3 separate regions of the Mus musculus genome follow, and regions 2 and 3 are each linked to region 1. A link is a contact called in public Hi-C and HiChIP or PLAC-seq data. All regions are on one chromosome and are shown on one strand. The core of a region is the stretch at or near the end of the contact, and the rest is flanking DNA. Distances in the headings are between cores, read along the strand shown. Region 1 holds the start of Itih2 (inter-alpha trypsin inhibitor, heavy chain 2). Region 2 holds the start of Il15ra (interleukin 15 receptor, alpha chain). Region 3 has its middle 220 kb from the start of Gm30957.

What was found. Hi-C and Micro-C count contacts between places; a contact is called where the count stands out from the background. HiChIP or PLAC-seq counts read pairs in DNA pulled down with a chosen protein or histone mark.
Region 2: a Hi-C map of liver shows a contact between it and region 1, with 4 times the contacts expected there. The contact joins the promoter of Il15ra here to the promoter of Itih2 in region 1. A contact is called at or near these places in 1 of 39 promoter capture datasets (liver) and 2 of 484 Hi-C or Micro-C datasets (both in liver).
Region 3: a contact with region 1 is called in a FOXA1 HiChIP or PLAC-seq map of pancreatic cancer cells. The contact joins the enhancer-like site here to the promoter of Itih2 in region 1. A contact is called at or near these places in 5 of 39 promoter capture datasets (the C10 cell line, the HPC-7 cell line, embryonic stem cells and 2 more) and 1 of 115 datasets of contacts at active chromatin or transcription factors (pancreatic cancer cells).

The regions. Positions count from the first base shown.
Region 1 is chr2:10,129,236-10,132,423 of GRCm38.p6, forward strand. Itih2 (inter-alpha trypsin inhibitor, heavy chain 2) reads right to left here and starts at 1,448. Exons shown (of 21, transcript NM_010582.3): 1 at 1,247-1,448; 2 at 1-68. The coding sequence starts at 1,342.
Region 2 is chr2:11,704,011-11,707,198 of GRCm38.p6, forward strand. Il15ra (interleukin 15 receptor, alpha chain) reads left to right here and starts at 1,702. Exons shown (of 7, transcript NM_008358.2): 1 at 1,702-1,934. The coding sequence starts at 1,838.
Region 3 is chr2:8,727,799-8,730,986 of GRCm38.p6, forward strand. No RefSeq gene overlaps it. Among named protein-coding and RNA genes, the nearest start is that of Gm30957, 220 kb to the right of the region's middle. Within about 2 kb of position 1,718, at least 20 of the 459 cell types and tissues checked have an H3K27ac peak or open chromatin away from gene starts, as enhancers often do. A contact at or near this core is called in pancreatic cancer cells, where this site is marked.

The sequences.
Region 1 (3,188 bases), core at 198-2,697:
CTTCCATTCTCTTGCACAAATGGGAGTTTATCTGGGGCCAGTTCCACAAGATCACTGTATTCTGCAAACTAAAAAAGATAATTGTGGATGCTCATTTCTTTTAAAAGTCATCTACTGTAAAGAGGCATTCATTATACTATTTCTTTATATTCATTCCTCTGTTGTTAGATTATCTTATTTTTGATACAACAATTTCTTTAATATGTATATTTGCTAGTGAAGTCTCAAATTTGTTGGGTGTGAGAATTCAGGTTTGAGCTTGCCTGAACGTGATAGGGCAGCTATGTAATCAGATGATAAAAGGTTCCCAGGAGAGTACCTGGATGGATTTAGGGGGACTTAATCAACAAATGTATGAAAAAAGGGCTGCTTAGAAATTACCAGAAAAAGACTAACATGTTTGGGTGTTTTACCCTCAATGTGAGATTTCTGACACTTTCTTGTGGTTTCCAAAGTGTTGGAAAATATGATAGTTTCTAAGCAGAGTGATTTTCTCTCCTGAAAACATACTGGGTTTTTTTTTTTCTTCAGTATTTTTCTGTGCAGTCCATTCTGTGGTATTCTCTAAAATAATCCTGTAACACATGTTTCTCTGCCAGCCCAGAAGTAGCTCTAATATGATATTCAGAATGTCTCAGTTAAAAGTTTCTGCTATACTGGGGTGTCTGACGGTCTCAAGTGGAGAGCTGAAACCCATGGCTGTCATTCCTGAATTTTGCCAGCTCTGTTGCCGCCTTCTTTTTCAGAATACTTAATTTGTTCTTATTACAAAAATAATTGTTCGCTTACATATAAAAGACAATGATGCTTTGAGAATGGCTAAGTAAAAGAGTAACAATATTATTTCTAACTAACAGGACTAGCAATCACTGCGCAGTACTAGTCCATGTATGGTACCTGTATGTATGGTACCTGGTAGTTTACATACCCCTCTTAATTGGCACTGAAGTTTGGAATAGGTCTGTTATTACATATGATTTTATATAAGGAGTGGGCAACTATGCTCTATAAATGCTACATAAATATCTGACCACCGGATTTGATTTAACTTTCATACAAAAATCTGATAATGTCTTAGTAAGCAGCTGCATTTCATAATCATAATCAGGACGTGGCAGCAGGAGGAAGAACATTCTCTCAAGTTTCTGTCCTATTTCAGAGCAAGTTCATTGACTAGGAATGGCATTCAGCCATTTGCAGCCTGTTTGTCCAGGCCAATAGCAAGGAGTCCTGCAACAGTACTTACTTCTGAGTTTCCGTTTATGGGGATTTCGAAGGCTTGTGCTTCCAGAAGAAACAGCCAGATGAGAAGGCACACAGGCCGCTGCATTTTGCTGGACATCTGTGCCAAGCTCCCCCGAGCAGATGGTCTGGGGAGAACTCCCCACCTACGGAACCAGGTTAGCAGGAACTTGTCTGTTGATGAGAGCAGATCGTTTTAAAAAGAAGAAAAAAGAAGAAAGAGCACTAACTTTGCTCAAATTCAGGACAAATATTTGTTCTGGAACTCAAACCTGAGCTGTGGGGGTGGAAGGGAAAGCTGGGGTTATTCAAACAGCAAGGCCAGGAGCAGTTCCTGGGCTGTGAGCATGAGTCAGGGTCAAACAGCAAGGCCAGGATCGGTTGTGCATTCCTCTACCCTTGATTTTGTTGATTTTAATTGATCTCAAAATCAGAGAGACTTGAAGATAATTATCACCCTCTGTAAATGTTCAAGTAAGGCACTATATTAAGGAAGTAACCCAGAAAGAAGAGCTAAACTCACAGTGTCTGGAGATAAAAAAAAAAATTGTTTAAATAGCAGCAGGAGGGCTGGAGAGATGTCTCGGTGATTATGAGCACTGGCTGTTCTTGCAGAGGACCCAGGTTCAATTACCAGCACCCACATATTGGTGCACAGACACACACAGTCACACACACACACACACACACACACACACACACACATCAATACAACACACACACACACACAAAATAAATTAATCAAAAAACATTAAAAAGAGAACAAGAGGCATTTAGAAAAAATAAGAGAAGAAATGGAGTGATTCTCTGAAAAGAGAATTCATGGTTCCCTTCTTCCCCTCTCACTTTGATAACTGGGCAGTTGCTACATGCAAGGAACAGGGGAGGTTGATGCAGGGGACCAGGGCTCACTTCTCAGGGAAAATATTCATGAACTGAAGTGTCCCCCTCTAGCTGCTCCTCATCTCTGTTGGCATAGTGGTTCCGTCATTCTTGTGAGTCATACGGTGAGAATACAAACTATGAATTGTAAAATTGTTACTATGTTATTACAACACCATGTCCTAACTTCTGGGAAGGGATTTAAAGAGAAAACAGGATGAAAAATCCATATCTTCAAAAGATGGACAACAAGCCCGTTGGTAAATAAAGGGAGAGAGCTAAGCACCTAGCGGGGACAGTTAATAGACTTAACTCACATAGTGCACACCTCAGTGGAGGCTTTATTATGTACTGGGTACCAAATCCATAAGAGAACGCATGGGGATCATCCTGGGATCACTCACTACAGTAGCAGAGTAGGACAGAAATGCACTGGATGAGGGACAAACTAGGTCATGCGCAGTACAAGGATGGGATCCACTGACCTGGAGACGTGGAGAGAAGGTGGGGCTTTATTAGCTGGGTCTACAAGGATAGGGGTGATTGCTACAGGCTCATTGTAGCAATGCTCTTAGGAAGCAGGATGAGCATGACCCAAGGAAGAGGGGATATATCAATATGTCAGGAGATGGAGGGAAAGAAGAAGGAATAGGCAAATGAGAACACAAGTATCAGGCCAGAGGAGCCTGGATTCTGCACTCCAGGCAGAAAGACCTCAATAGAGATAGAACGGGAGAGGACAGATGGTACCCCCTTTTAATAAAGGACACTTTGGGTGTGGCTCAGATGATGAATGTAGCAAGGCATGAACTCAAGGACCTACTTCAGAGACTGACACTCCTTTTGAGATAGCCTGAGGTCCTGGACCAAGGCAAAGACAGTGCAGCCAGCTTGAGATGACAGTTGGTTCATGAGCTAGTCACATAAAATGCTAGATGTCAATATGAAATGGTAGGAATGCACACTTTCCAAGCATTTACCTTTGATATGTAGATGTGTGTGTGCTAATTATTGCCAACTAATGAAAGCACTGTGCTGACTAATGAGGCTGTGTGTTGACAGCT
Region 2 (3,188 bases), core at 452-2,951, 1.6 Mb after region 1:
CTGTGTAGTAAGTCTGGCTTCTAGTCCTCTCGACTCTGCCTCCTATGAGCTGGGACTCAGGAGTGTGTACCACCATGCCTGGCTACCTCTCCTTTTTTGATATTTGAAAATGTCCATCATAAAAGGAGTGTTTCTAAGTTTGAAGCACATAAAATGTTGGCATTCATTATACTTTTTAAAAAACGTGTGTGAATGCTGACTATACATTTGTCTGTGTACTGTGTGCATGCAATGCCCAAAGATGAGGGAGCTGGATCCCCTGAAACCAGAATTATGGACAGTGATGAGCACCATGTGAGTGTTGGAACCCAGTACCTTTGGAAGAGCATACAGTTCTCTCTCTCTCTCTCTCTCTCTCTCTCTCTCTCTCTCTCTCTCTCTCTCTCCATCCAGTACTCTTAACCGCTGAGCTATCTCTCCAGGTTTTTCATTGACTATAAGAGACTGGAATATGTGGTTTCTGATCCTCTCTCTGAATTTTTATTGTGTGTATTTCATATTTATTGTGCCAATCTTAAGACTCTTTAGGGAAGAGGGTCAAGTATAGAGCTCACTGTTGTCCACCATGCCTAGGGGATGGGTGACTTCAATCACACGTCATTCCATTCTTTCCAAACAGAATCAGCATGCGTTCTCTCAGTAGCTTCATTATGGTGCCAGATTGTATTTAGGGACCTATAGACTGAAAGGCAGGCGTGTCTGTCTTCTTACGCCACATCTACATATTTAAGGGCGTTTCTGACTGAGCACTCATGTCCGTCTGTCCCCCCACCCCTTCCCCAGATCTGGTCCTCCACAGTATGGGACTTAAAATTCCAGTAAAGTTTTTTTTGTTTGTTTGTTTTTTGTTTTTAATTAATCCACACACTTAGAAGGGGATGTCTTTCTTAGACTCTGAAGAGTTGTGTATTGACTAAAGAAATTATATGTGAGGTACAAAGATGAATAATGTACCTTCCTTCTTTCTTCCTCCTCCTCTTCCTTTCCTCTTCTTCTCTCCCCTCCCCCTCTCCTCCCTCCTCTTTCTCCTCTTCTCCTTTTCCTTCTCTATATCTTTTTCTCTCCCCCTCTTCCTCTTCCCTGTCTTTCCTCCTTTTTCTATTCTTTCCCCTCCCTCTCCTCTTCACCCCTTCTTCCATTTCAAACACTTGGCACTTTCTTGAGTTGGAAAGGTACAGCCGGAAGAAGGCAAAGTGTCCAAGGCCTGGCCACTGCCAGCACCACTGCAGGCAGGCAGCCAGGAGCAGCTGTGTGGAAGCCAGGAGCAGCTTGGAGCCCGAGTGCACCAGGAAAGTGACCCGGGTGTAGAATCGTCCGCCCAGAACTTCCCGTTGGCTGCACTGGGGCGACACCTATGCAGTCGCCCAAGGACACAGAGCACGGACAGTCAAGCTCAGGGCTACTTAGAGGGAAACTCTGAAAGTTGAAATCTGAAGGTCAGCAGCCAGGACAGATGACAAGTGAACAAGGCTGAAGTCAGGTGTGGGCGCAGAGTGGATTCAAAGGAGTTTGCCTCTGCAGGGAAGACAGCATTAAGGAATGAAAAGGGAGATCGCCGGCTTCTACGGGTGAGGGCCCCCGCGCGCGCTTCGGGGGACAGGAGCAGCCCAACTGGGGAGGGGGCGTCACTGCAGGCTGCCGGGGCTTCTTCCAAAGCAGGGGTGGGGATGCTGAGTCACAGATCTGTCACCACTTCGCACCTCTCTGCAATCCGGGGGCTAAAGCAAAAGCGAAAGCGAATACTCCTTAGCAGCGGTCTGGTCCTGGAGCTGAGCTCGCCACCTCCCAGGGACCCCAGCCTTGCGTCCCGTTGGGTCACTGCTGGGGACAATTGGCCATGGCCTCGCCGCAGCTCCGGGGCTATGGAGTCCAGGCCATTCCTGTGTTGCTGCTGCTGCTGTTGCTACTGTTGCTCCCGCTGAGGGTGACGCCGGGTAGGGAGCATCATGCGCCGGAACAGGGGAGCAGAGGGGGACCCCAACGCCCAGCTGAACTTGATTCGTGTGTGTGTGTGTGTGTGGGGGTCACATCTTCTGGGAACTGAGCCAGGAGTCCAGCTGAGAGGATCGCAGTGGGTCTGGGGGTGATGGAGGGAGCTGGGTGGGGGTGGGGGGACACGTGGAGGGAGCCTGGGAGAGCGCAGATAAGAGAGTGGCCCCTTGCCCTGCTCTAGACTGGCTCCCGGACCATACGTGCAAGGGAGTTGAGCGATCCCACCGGCGTTTCGGCGACTTAGGGAGAGCAGGTCTGACAAGTTCGATAAGACTTAAAGAACTTAGAGAAATGTGTGAGTGTGCCTCTGCCAGCCCACCTGGCGCAGCTGTGGGGTGTCGCGCCTGTGGGGTTCCAGGAGGGGCTTGAGGAAAAACCACCCTTCATGACTTTCAGGTCAAAGTAAATTAGATGGAAGGCACTGGGCAAAGTACTGCGCTCCGCGGGAGGAAAAACAAAACAAAACAAACAAACAAACAAACAAAAACCACGTGTGGAGCAGGCAGGTTGCGCATCTGAACGCTACAAAACAGGTCCAGGTTCTCAAGCGCACTGGCAACTTGGGGCCCGGACGATTGGAGAGGAGGAGAGACTGTTTTCCCATGGAAGAAGGGGTGTCACATGTTCCAGAATGTGTCGTCTAGATCTAATCTCGGGAAGAATGAATTGAGACTCCTAGTTTTGTTCCAATAGGTCTAGAAGGAAAGAGCGAGAACAGTTGGGTCTAGCAACGTCCGGACCCAGGATGTCGCATCTTTTTATAAACATGAAATTCTTCAGAGTCTGTTAAAAAAATCTACGTACTCCCTGCACAGAAATGTGTGTGAAAGCACATGCTTGCAAATGTGCACAGGATTTGGGGACCGAGGACAATGACGTCATCCATGGACTTTCCTGCAAGTTAGCAATTCCTTAGCCCTGAGTGTGTTTTAAAGCAAGATTTCCCAGTGATGGGCGTCTGACTCAGTCTCCTTGGAACTTGGTCATAGTTATCCCACACAGACTTGAGCCTGGGGTTGGCTCTGTAGGGGTGTTACGGGGCTTCATTTATTCTTGGGTCCCCACCCTCCATCTGTAAAGCTGGAGTGTGTTGGTAAATTCCTCTTAACTGGATAGCAAAGAATGGTCCTGAGATTTCAGAAATAGCCTGCAGATATTCCAAATAGTCTGAAAGTGAATGTGGTTTCAGTCCAGCT
Region 3 (3,188 bases), core at 468-2,967, 1.4 Mb before region 1:
CCCTTCTTAGAAATCACAACTATTTTCCTGGGGGTAGGAGAGAAGAGTTCTACTATAAAAGCTATCTTCAAAATGAACGGTTTATTTATGCTACTTTTCTTGAGCCAAGGAAAGGTTGGAAGTGTTGAAAAGTATTCAGGACTTTGTGCCATCTGCCCTGATTTCATATGTTGCCTCATATGAGTTGGAACAAAGAGGTGGGCTGGATGGAATTAAAGAATGTATATATATATTTATATATATATATATATAAAGAAAGTGGTGATCAAAAGCTGCTGATAAGAAAAGCCAGTGTGCTCCCGGGTGATGTGTGTATTCAACTCCAGGCTGACTCCTCTTATGCTAATACAGCCAATTTCCTCTTTTATTTCATTTCTGGAGCCTGAATCTACGATCTCTGATAAGGTTCCCAAGGATACCGCCTTCACTCACAAATGGGGAGGTGGAAGGGGGAGTTCGTGATGGAGATGTGTAACTCCGAGAGAGCACTAGAGGATGAATAATTTAAAACTCCGCCCGGAGATTTGAGGCAAAATGCAGAGATAAGAGACACCAGAGGGTGTTCTCTGTTTATTCAGAGCTTCATCTTCCAATGACAGCTGACCTCCAAGGTCAAGGGCATGATGGGAAATAGAACTGACGGTGGGAAAGGTAGTTGCAATCCACAAGAAAGTAATGATTTACTTTGTGTCAAATGGCACATTGATCCTTTTTTCTTTCTTCTTTTTTTTTTTCTTTTTTCTTTTTATAAATTTAACTACTCCTTTCTGTGTGTGGTTCTTCCTCAATGGAAATCCTGTGATGGGGGCAAGTTTGCATTAGCCATAATCTATTTCCATGCTTGTGAATTTCCCATAAGCTATTTCTTAGCAACTTGATCTTGGCATATTTTTTTCATAATACTTTTCTTAAGGAAATGAAGGTCAGGATTCATTGTGACTGAGCATCGGGAGTGTGCATGACTTCAGACCTCAAGGTATCTGGTTGACAGACACAGAGGTCTTCAGTTTCTCTAAGCAAAGGCTTCGTGCTGCTGCTCCAGCTTCTGTCTTTAAGACTGTAAAAAGAGTGCTTAACAATTGCCCCTCGTTTCTTTTTTTTTTTTTTTTGAACCTTCTCTAATCCCTTTTACAGCAAAACACAAAATTATATACATTTATCCTAACCAAATCTTCGTGTTTTCTCTAGTTGACTGTCTCAGTGCATAACCCTTTGCCTAAGAGAATTCTAAGCCATTTGTCCCACATAGAAATGTGTTGTTAGCTTGAGCAACTTACAAATTCTGACAGTAAGACATACACCTAGGATAGCTTTGGTTCCCATGATCAAAACCGTCTGCCCAGTCGATCCTATTGGTTTCAATAGAATAAAAGCATGACCTCTGCAGAGAGAGAGGGGGCTAATGTCAGTGCTTCTCAAGGCTGGTTTACATTTCCCTCATCGTCTTAAACTGCTGTTTCTGCTTTCCTCCGTCTGAATGTTAACCCTGTTTTCATTCCTGAGCAATCATACCTTTTATCTTTCTTTAGATAAACATGAAAACATACCAAGGTCATTGCCAGGTGAGAGGTAAGATGTGCGTGACTGCCACCCAGCCTTGCCAACTCCGCTTCCCCCTCCCTCTCTTCCTTGACAAACACTTCTTGCCAGTTTCACTGGACTGAGGCACTTTAGAGGATGAGTCACAGCCCTGCCACTCTGAGTGCCCATACAGGTTGTCCGTCCAAGGGCCCGGCTCCTGGGCGCCAGCCTGCTTGCGTTTTAGTACACACTTGCACGCTGTGTCCCTTCTTCCTCCCCCACCCAACATTCTCGTGCTTGTATTGACAGTTTGTCAAAGCAAATGCATGGTACACTGCATTCATTCCCTGCTGAGGGCATAAGTGCACATTTTGTACAGATTTAAAACAAAACCACCCCAATTGGTCTTTTCTTTGCTCATGATTTTTTTTTTCTCTTCTGAGTAGTAAGAGGGAAGATGGAGAAATAAGAAACAAATAAGGGGGAAGATGGAGAATAGAGAGGGAGGAGCAAAGAGAAGAAAGAGAAGGAAGGAAGAAGGCAGGGAGGGAGGGAGGGAGGGAGGGAGGGAGGGAGGGAGGGAGGGAGGGAGGGAGGGAAGGAGAAAGGGAGGAAGGGAGGGAAGGAGAGAGAAAAAGACAGAGAGAGACAGAGACACAAAGACACACACACACACACACACAGACATACACACACACACACACACACACACACACACACACACACACACACACAGAGAGAGAATATGAAACACAAAGTTAGCAGATAAAAATACCCTAGCTAGTGACTGTTAAATTTTAACTTTTTGATAGTAATGAATCATGATTTTATTACAATGTTCTTTAAAAAATCAGAAATCAAGATAGTTTAATTCTGTTTCCAAAACAATACACTGTACTTCTGATTGACTGCTACTAAGAACAGTGACAAATGCCACAGGAGTCACCGTCTCCATATAGACTGCCCTTTGTCTGCATTACTTGGCTATGGAGTCCCTTATCAGATGGTTGGCAGCAATGAAAAGTGTACCTGTTTGATTAGATGGAGTTCACTAACTCAAGCTTTTAAAATGTAAAGCTCAATATCCAAATAGTTTGACTATTACACACAGCAGAGATGAGAGCATTGCTTATTTAGAAAGAAATTCTGATATTTAAATTATTTTCCATTCCAAGGATGCACTTCTTTTCCTTTTTCTCCAAAATTATTACTGCATATGCTTATATTTTGATGCTTCCTTTTCCTCCCCCAAGTTTTCAGGTAATTTTTGCTGATGTGAAAAAATTCAAATGCCAATCATCACTTGTGGAAATAAATCTATGAATGGGGCAGAACCCATGCGTGTTCTGTGATCTTAAAAGTCTCCAAACTTTGGATGCTTTTGCCTAGAAATATGCCAGCTGCCACACTGAAAGGATTACTTCATGATGTAATTTCACCTAAACCATATCTTTCCATTTTCACTATTTAGGCACAGAGAGTTTAAATTCTGAAGTATTAAGTTCAAAAATTTAAAAACTGTTTCTTACACTACAGTAAAAATCAATATTTCTTAAGACTGTGAGGACAATCATGTATGAAAAAAACAGATGTGTAGTCACATGTTTGTTACTTAACTACCACTGTAATTTACTCTAGGAACTCCTAATTAACATAATTCAGTCATG